Linked DNA regions of Pan troglodytes: region 1 is linked to region 2. Evidence: chromatin contacts called from public HiChIP or PLAC-seq data. All regions are on one chromosome and are shown on one strand. The core of a region is the stretch at or near the end of the contact, and the rest is flanking DNA. Distances in the headings are between cores, read along the strand shown. Region 1 holds the start of TAC3 (tachykinin precursor 3). Region 2 holds the start of LRP1 (LDL receptor related protein 1).

Region 1 (3,157 bases), core at 38-2,537, 110 kb after region 2:
TGCCTCAGCCTCCCAAGTAGCTGGGATTACAGGCACCCGCCACTATGCTCAGCTAATTTTTTGTATTTTTAGTAGAGATGGGGTTTCAACATGTTGGCCAGGCTGGTCTCGAACTTCTGACCCCAAGTGATCCGCCCGCCTCGGCCTCCCAAAGTGCTGGGATTACAGGCGTGAGCCACCGTGCCTGGCGTGCTTAGCCTATTTTTAATGGGAGTTTCATCCTCAATGGTGAGTGCTTTCATTGTCTTTAGGTGCCCCAGACCATGTTTTTAAAAATTTAAATGCACAAAGAAATAAGTAGCCCTGTATAGTAGTAATACTTTGTTGTGAATAACTGTCATAAGTCATCTCTAAAACTGTATTTTTTATCTAGTTATTATATATGACTAGCTATATGTCTAGTTTTTTAAATAATACAAAGTAATTTATTTTTGGCATCCTCAAAAACCAAAGAGATTAGGTAATGTAGTGTAGAAGAGAGCAGAGCTTTAGACCTAAGAAGAATCTGCCCATGACTCGTGAAACTCCACAACGAAAGTAGGAGACCCCAAAAAAGGGGTGAGTGTCATCTTTTCTGAATTTTTTTTTTTTTTTTTTAGATGGAGTCTTGCTCTGCCACCAGGCTGGAGTGCAGTGGTGCAATCTCGGCTCAGCCTCCCGAGTAGCTAGGATTACAGGCATGCGCCACCATGCCCAGCTAATTTTTGTATTTTTAGTAGAGACAGCGTTTCACCATGTTGGCCAGGATGGTCTCGATCTCTTGACCTCGTGATCCGCCCGCCTCGGCCTCCCAAAGTGCTGGGATTACAAGCGTGAGCCACTGCACTCGGCCGGTCAGATAATTTTTTTGGCCAGTTTTTACATAGAGTAATTTTAGGTTTTATGGCTGGCTTTGGGGCAAAGGGGTTCTGGTTTTTATAGCTGGTCTTGGGGGAGAATGGAACCGAGTGACAAGAGGACAAGAGAGGGTCAGAGAAAAACTTCTGCTTCTGAGGCGGCTATTGAGGCCTTCATTTTGCGATATTGTCCTCTAAGCCCCAGCAGTGTCAAACTGTACACAAACCATACACAGCAGCCAGCTCGGGTGCTGTTAGGAAATGGTCTCACTGCTGGGTCTGTGGGGTATGTGTGTGTCTGTGTGTGTGGCTACTGTCTGCATCCTCCTCCCCCCTACAGCCTCCCCGCCTCCCCTCCAGCCACCCTGGGATTGGTGACTCTCAGCCCCTCCCCTCAGCTCCCCTAGACCCTCCCAGAGCCTTTATCAGGGAGCTGGGACTGAGTGACTGCAGCCTTCCTAGATCCCCTCCACTCGGTTTCTCTCTTTGCAGGAGCACCGGCAGCACCAGTGTGTGAGGGGAGCAGGCAGCGGTCCCAGCCAGTTCCTTGATCCTGCCAGACCACCCAGCCCCCGGCACAGAGCTGCTCCACAGGTAGGGGAGTGGGAGAATGCTGGATGGACCAGAGCTGGCACCAGGGGACAGGAGCCAGCGTCAGGAGGGAATAAAGCAGATGGCAGCCTCTGATAGGGGAGCAGGGGACTGGGAAGGTGAGCACAAAGCACCTGTAGGGCCGAGAGCTGGTTGGTGTTTGGAGCCTGTGGCTACAGACTCATTCTTTCATACCAGAAAGTTTTTGCCTAAGTCTTGGGATTATCTAGTACTGGAAAATAGCATCCAGGATCCCTCCTCCAGCTGACTGAGGAAACAGACCAGTCCATGTCCTACAAATCTATCATCTTTCTTGGGAGCTAGAGTCCCCCTGGCACCACTATAGCATTGCACATCTCCTGGGGAGATATCTGATGGGGGAGCAGGGAAACTAAGCCCAAGGGCTGTACCCCCTTCTCAGAAATACTTTCCACCCTCTCTCCAGACCAGGGCTTGGACAGTGGAGTTGGGGGCTGGGGAAGCAGGGTCAAGCCAAGCTGCTGGTAATGAATGTCTCTTGTGTCTTCACCCATGCTGTATCTTCCTCTTCTCTCCTTTACCTGAGTCCTGTCCCTTTGCTCTCCCAGGCACCATGAGGATCATGCTGCTATTCACAGCCATCCTGGCCTTCAGCCTAGCTCAGAGCTTTGGGGCTGTCTGTAAGGAGCCACAGGAGGAGGTGGTTCCTGGCGGGGGCCGCAGCAAGGTAAGTCTCCCCTGGCAGAGTACTGGGGACATCACGGGAACTTGGGACTCTGCCTGTCTGGACAGCTGTAGTGAGGAAACTGGGGTGGGTGGGTTTGTCCGTCAGAGGGCATTTTGCCTCCCTTTGGATTTCTTTGTTTCTCTGGTCCTTTCATGTTCCCACTGTCTCCAGGTGTGTTTGTGTCTCTGTATCTCTGCATGTCTTTGACACCTTGTACATAAAAGGTGCCCTACAAATATGTTGTTTGGTGGGTTGATTGATGGGAGACTTGGTGATTGGATGGTACTGTGAGGGGTGAGCTAGGGTGGTCTAAGGCTCTCTATAGTCTACCTCAGGTCCCTTTGCAAGGGACAGATCTCTTCTATTTCCTGGATGGTATGAAACAGTCAGAATTTCTTTCCCAAATGGCTATTTGTGTGCTATTTTACCTATCAGTTATGTGTATTGTTTTATTTTCAAAATGCAGATAAATTCCCTTATCTTTTGCTCATCCACCCCCAGTAACCTCAGGTGCTTCTAAGATCCCAACCCCTTCCTTCTTCTCTTTTCTCCCTTGCCCGCCTCTATCCTCTGCTTAGTCAGGATAGGAAAACAACAACAGCAAAAAAACCAGATTGAGCCTCGATTTCCACAGTTCCTTTACGAGAAAGAATAGGAATTGTCAGGGTAGAGGTACAGGGGGAGGATAGGGAGGAAGTCTTTTCAAGGTTTTGAAATGACAGCAATTACATCGGTACAAATGCTTTTAAGATGATTGCGGGTGGGACTTATTACAAATTCAATGTGTGAAGTTTAACTGCCTCTTCAGCTCAAATCTGTTTAGCATCTCATTACAGGAGGTGGGCAGAGTATTCAACAATTTGGGAAAAGTGGCTGCCTGAACACCACATGCTGGGCCAAGGGAGTTATCACCAGGACGGCCTTGCAGGTGGCAGCAGTTGTGCCATATCCAAAAGGCCAGAACCGTTAAAAAAAAAAAAACACCCAGGGGAGTGCCAAGTATGGGCTGGACACCGTTTGGAGC
Region 2 (3,084 bases), core at 292-2,791:
CCTAACTCTGCAATATACAAAGTGTGTGTGTATGGGGTTTTGGGCTTGGAGGGGTGCAGGGAATAAACAGATTTACTAAAGGAGTGTGGGGGCACAGCCATAATCCCCATCCAACCTCCAACTCTCCTTCCAATCCAAACTGTGATGAAGCCAGAAGTCAGGAAGAAGGCAGCCTCCCCCACCCTCCTACCCCAGCATTCCAGGCCATTCTCCAGTCCCCTTCCCCAGTGATGACATCTGACGTTTTTTCATCTCAAAGCTCCCAGGAATTAAGAAGGAAAATTCAAAGTCACATAGTATGGCGAGCTCCCCCTCTCTGCCCCCCAACACAGCCCTACCCCAGGCTACTGACAGAGGCCCTGAGAGGGGGAAGAGCCCACTTCAGCACCCAGGCCTCCAGCCGGGGCTCTGGGGTCGATTCCACGCCCAAGCAGGGGGCCCTCCCTCTCCCCACCCACAGCCTTCCCGGGCCTGCCTGCCCTCTGCCCGGCAGGGTACCCCTGGCCTGGCTCCCCTTTCGAGCTACAGAGGCCAGTGCAAAAGCCACCCCCCCACCCCACCCCACCCCCACCCCCTTTTGCAGCCGAACATTGCAAATCCGGATTCCTTCACAATTCAGATGGGGGGTGGGGGGTTGTGAGGATGTAGGGGAGGCGGAGGCCCTCCCCTCCCCGAACAGAGATAGGAAAAGAAGGCCTCTCCTCCCCAGGATCAGAAAAATGGGGAGCCCTCTTCTCTCTACCCAGGCCTCTGGTCTTTGTTTGTGCTGGGGGGCCCCGGAAGCATCATTTGCCCAGGGCCCCCATCCCCCAAATCGGACCCCATCCCCGCCCCCAGTCGGGCCGCTGCTGTGTCAGCTGGACTGGGATAACAAAAGGCACCCCCTCCCGCGTCTCCCTTCCCCATCCGTATGCAGGAGTGGGGGCTGGGGAGAGGGTGCCCCCAGGGGTCCAAGGGGGACGCGGAATCTCACTCACCGTCGATAGCCGCCGCGACCAGAGCTGAGAGCAGGGGCAGCAGCAGGAGCAACGGCGGGGTCAGCATGGTGTGGGCTGATGCAAGCAGCAGCCCCTTCCCCTCTGGTCCTGCTACTTCTCTCCTTCACCCCCCCCAGTTGGGGGGTCCCCCTTTTCCTCCTTTCCCCCTCCTCCTTCTCTGTTCTTATTCTTTCCTTCGGCAAAGCGCACCAGGGCCGTGGGTGAAGAGGTAGAGTTCCGAGCCCCTTGGGGAGGGCCTGCTGACGGGGGTGCGCCCCCTGCCCCCAAATCCAAACCCTTCACCCCACCCCCCCCGCTTCACTCCTCGCTGCTCTTTCCCCCTCCCCGGGCGAAGCTCACAGCCCCATCTCGGAGCCGCCTCCGGCTGCAAAAATGCACAATTGGGAGGAGGCGGGGAGGGGGGGTGGGGGGCGTGGACCGGGTAGGGGAGCCTTTGGAGGGGGCTTGATGGAGCTCTGGGGGCTCCCCTCGTTTCCGCCTCCTCAGTGCATGGGCCTGGAGCTCGCACCGCTGTTCCCCGGACTGAAGTGCCGAGGGGGGAGCTGATGGGGGAGAGGGAGGGGACGGGTTGAGGAGGGAGGGAGGGAAGGGGCGGGGAAAGAAAAAAGGTTGGTGGGTGGGGGGAGAAAGAGCTACGCGGCAATCCAGTGAGTGCGCATGCGCCGATTTGACGCGCTGCCCGGGGGAGGGCGACGCGGACCCGCGACAGGGTTCGGAGTTCTGGAAAGCGATCCAAGAGTGAGGGTCCCGGGCACTCGCTGGCTAGTTTGGGGCCTGGGGCGCCCTCTCCCCTGGCTGGGCCCTCCTCCCTGGTGCTCCAGAGAGCAGAAGGGGTCGAGGGTGGGATTGGGCAGTGGGCGGAGAGCTGAGCGGCTCCCCTTATGAAACTCAGTGTCATACTCTAGGATTTCAGGCTCCCTCCGGGGGCGTCCGGGACTCAATGGTCTGGGCCGAGGCTCGATTTTCTAGGGGAACCCTGAAGGTGCCTCCTCTGCCCGGGGTGGGAACAGGGACCGCCAGTCCGCGGGGAAGGTGCAGGGAAAGGCTGAGCTTTGATTTGGAGACTTTGGAAGACCGGACTGGGATTGGGGCCTGCGAAGGAGGGGGCGGGGTGGGGGAGGGACCGCGAGGACCCGCCCCCACCTCGCTCCCGGGCTCGGAGTAAACAGGGACACCCGTGGGGACACGCCGGAGCTTGTCCGCCCGCGTGGGGCTCGGGGATGGAGCCCACCTTAGTACCCGCCCGCCCTGCTCGCCCAGCCCTAGGCGCGGGAGGGGCAGGCCCTGGTTTGGAGGGAGGTGAGTCACCAGCGGGTGGGGTTGAGGAAAGGCCACCCCCTTTCGCCCAAGAAGTCGGGGCTCATTTATTTTTCTGGTTTTTTTTTTTTTAATACCTTCTGACTGGCTTGCCATCAAGTTAGAGTTTTAGATTCCGAGCGCCAGGATTTGGAATAAGATGAGGGACTCGACCTTCGTTTCCAGGCCTCGGGTTCCAAGGAGGTGTCTGCTGAGCGCCGGACCTTTGTCCCCAGGCTCAGCCCACACGGGAATGATACTTTGCAGAAGGCAGGCGCCAGGCGGTTCCCAGGGGCCAGTGAACGTGCTTTTGGTCACTGCCCCCTTCTGGGCGGCGTTTTATGGCTGTTACCTTAGTGTCTGACTTCCTAGGTGTCTGCATGTCAGAGTTCAAGGAGCGGGGCAGACGACGTCGGCTGCCAAAAATTGACGCTGGAGAGGAGGGACTGTTCCCCCTTTTACGTTCTAGTTACGGAAAAGTCCCCACTCCAGTCTGTCCTTGGCAGAAACAGGAGCAGCACGAAGGACTTGCCTCCTAATGACAGTGAGCTCAACCTTTAGCTTCTTCCAGCCGGCTTTGCTCAGCGCGGTGGCCACCTGCCTTTAGTCTCCTGGGCTAGAAACCTCAGACTTTATGCCAACTCAAGGGGGCCTTTCCTTCCTATATCCAATCTTGCCAGCCTGTGCTCCAGGCTTGTCATTTTTTTCCTCTGAAATATATCTCAGATTTCCTCCATTTCCACTGCCAGAGAGTTGCTCCAGGCAGGAACGGGGTCTTATTTCTCCTTTT

What was found. HiChIP or PLAC-seq counts read pairs in DNA pulled down with a chosen protein or histone mark.
Region 1: a contact with region 2 is called in an H3K4me3 HiChIP or PLAC-seq map of stem cell-derived excitatory neurons, with 2.6 times the contacts expected there. The contact joins the promoter of TAC3 here to the promoter of LRP1 in region 2. A contact is called at or near these places in 1 of 1 datasets of contacts at active chromatin or transcription factors (stem cell-derived excitatory neurons) and 1 of 1 other capture datasets (stem cell-derived neural stem cells).

The regions. Positions count from the first base shown.
Region 1 is chr10:39,015,441-39,018,597 of NHGRI_mPanTro3-v2.0_pri, forward strand. TAC3 (tachykinin precursor 3) reads left to right here and starts at 1,288. Exons shown (of 7, transcript XM_016924892.4): 1 at 1,288-1,430; 2 at 2,015-2,133. The coding sequence starts at 2,020.
Region 2 is chr10:38,903,559-38,906,642 of NHGRI_mPanTro3-v2.0_pri, forward strand. LRP1 (LDL receptor related protein 1) reads right to left here and starts at 1,542. Exons shown (of 89, transcript XM_016924881.4): 1 at 978-1,542. The coding sequence starts at 1,044.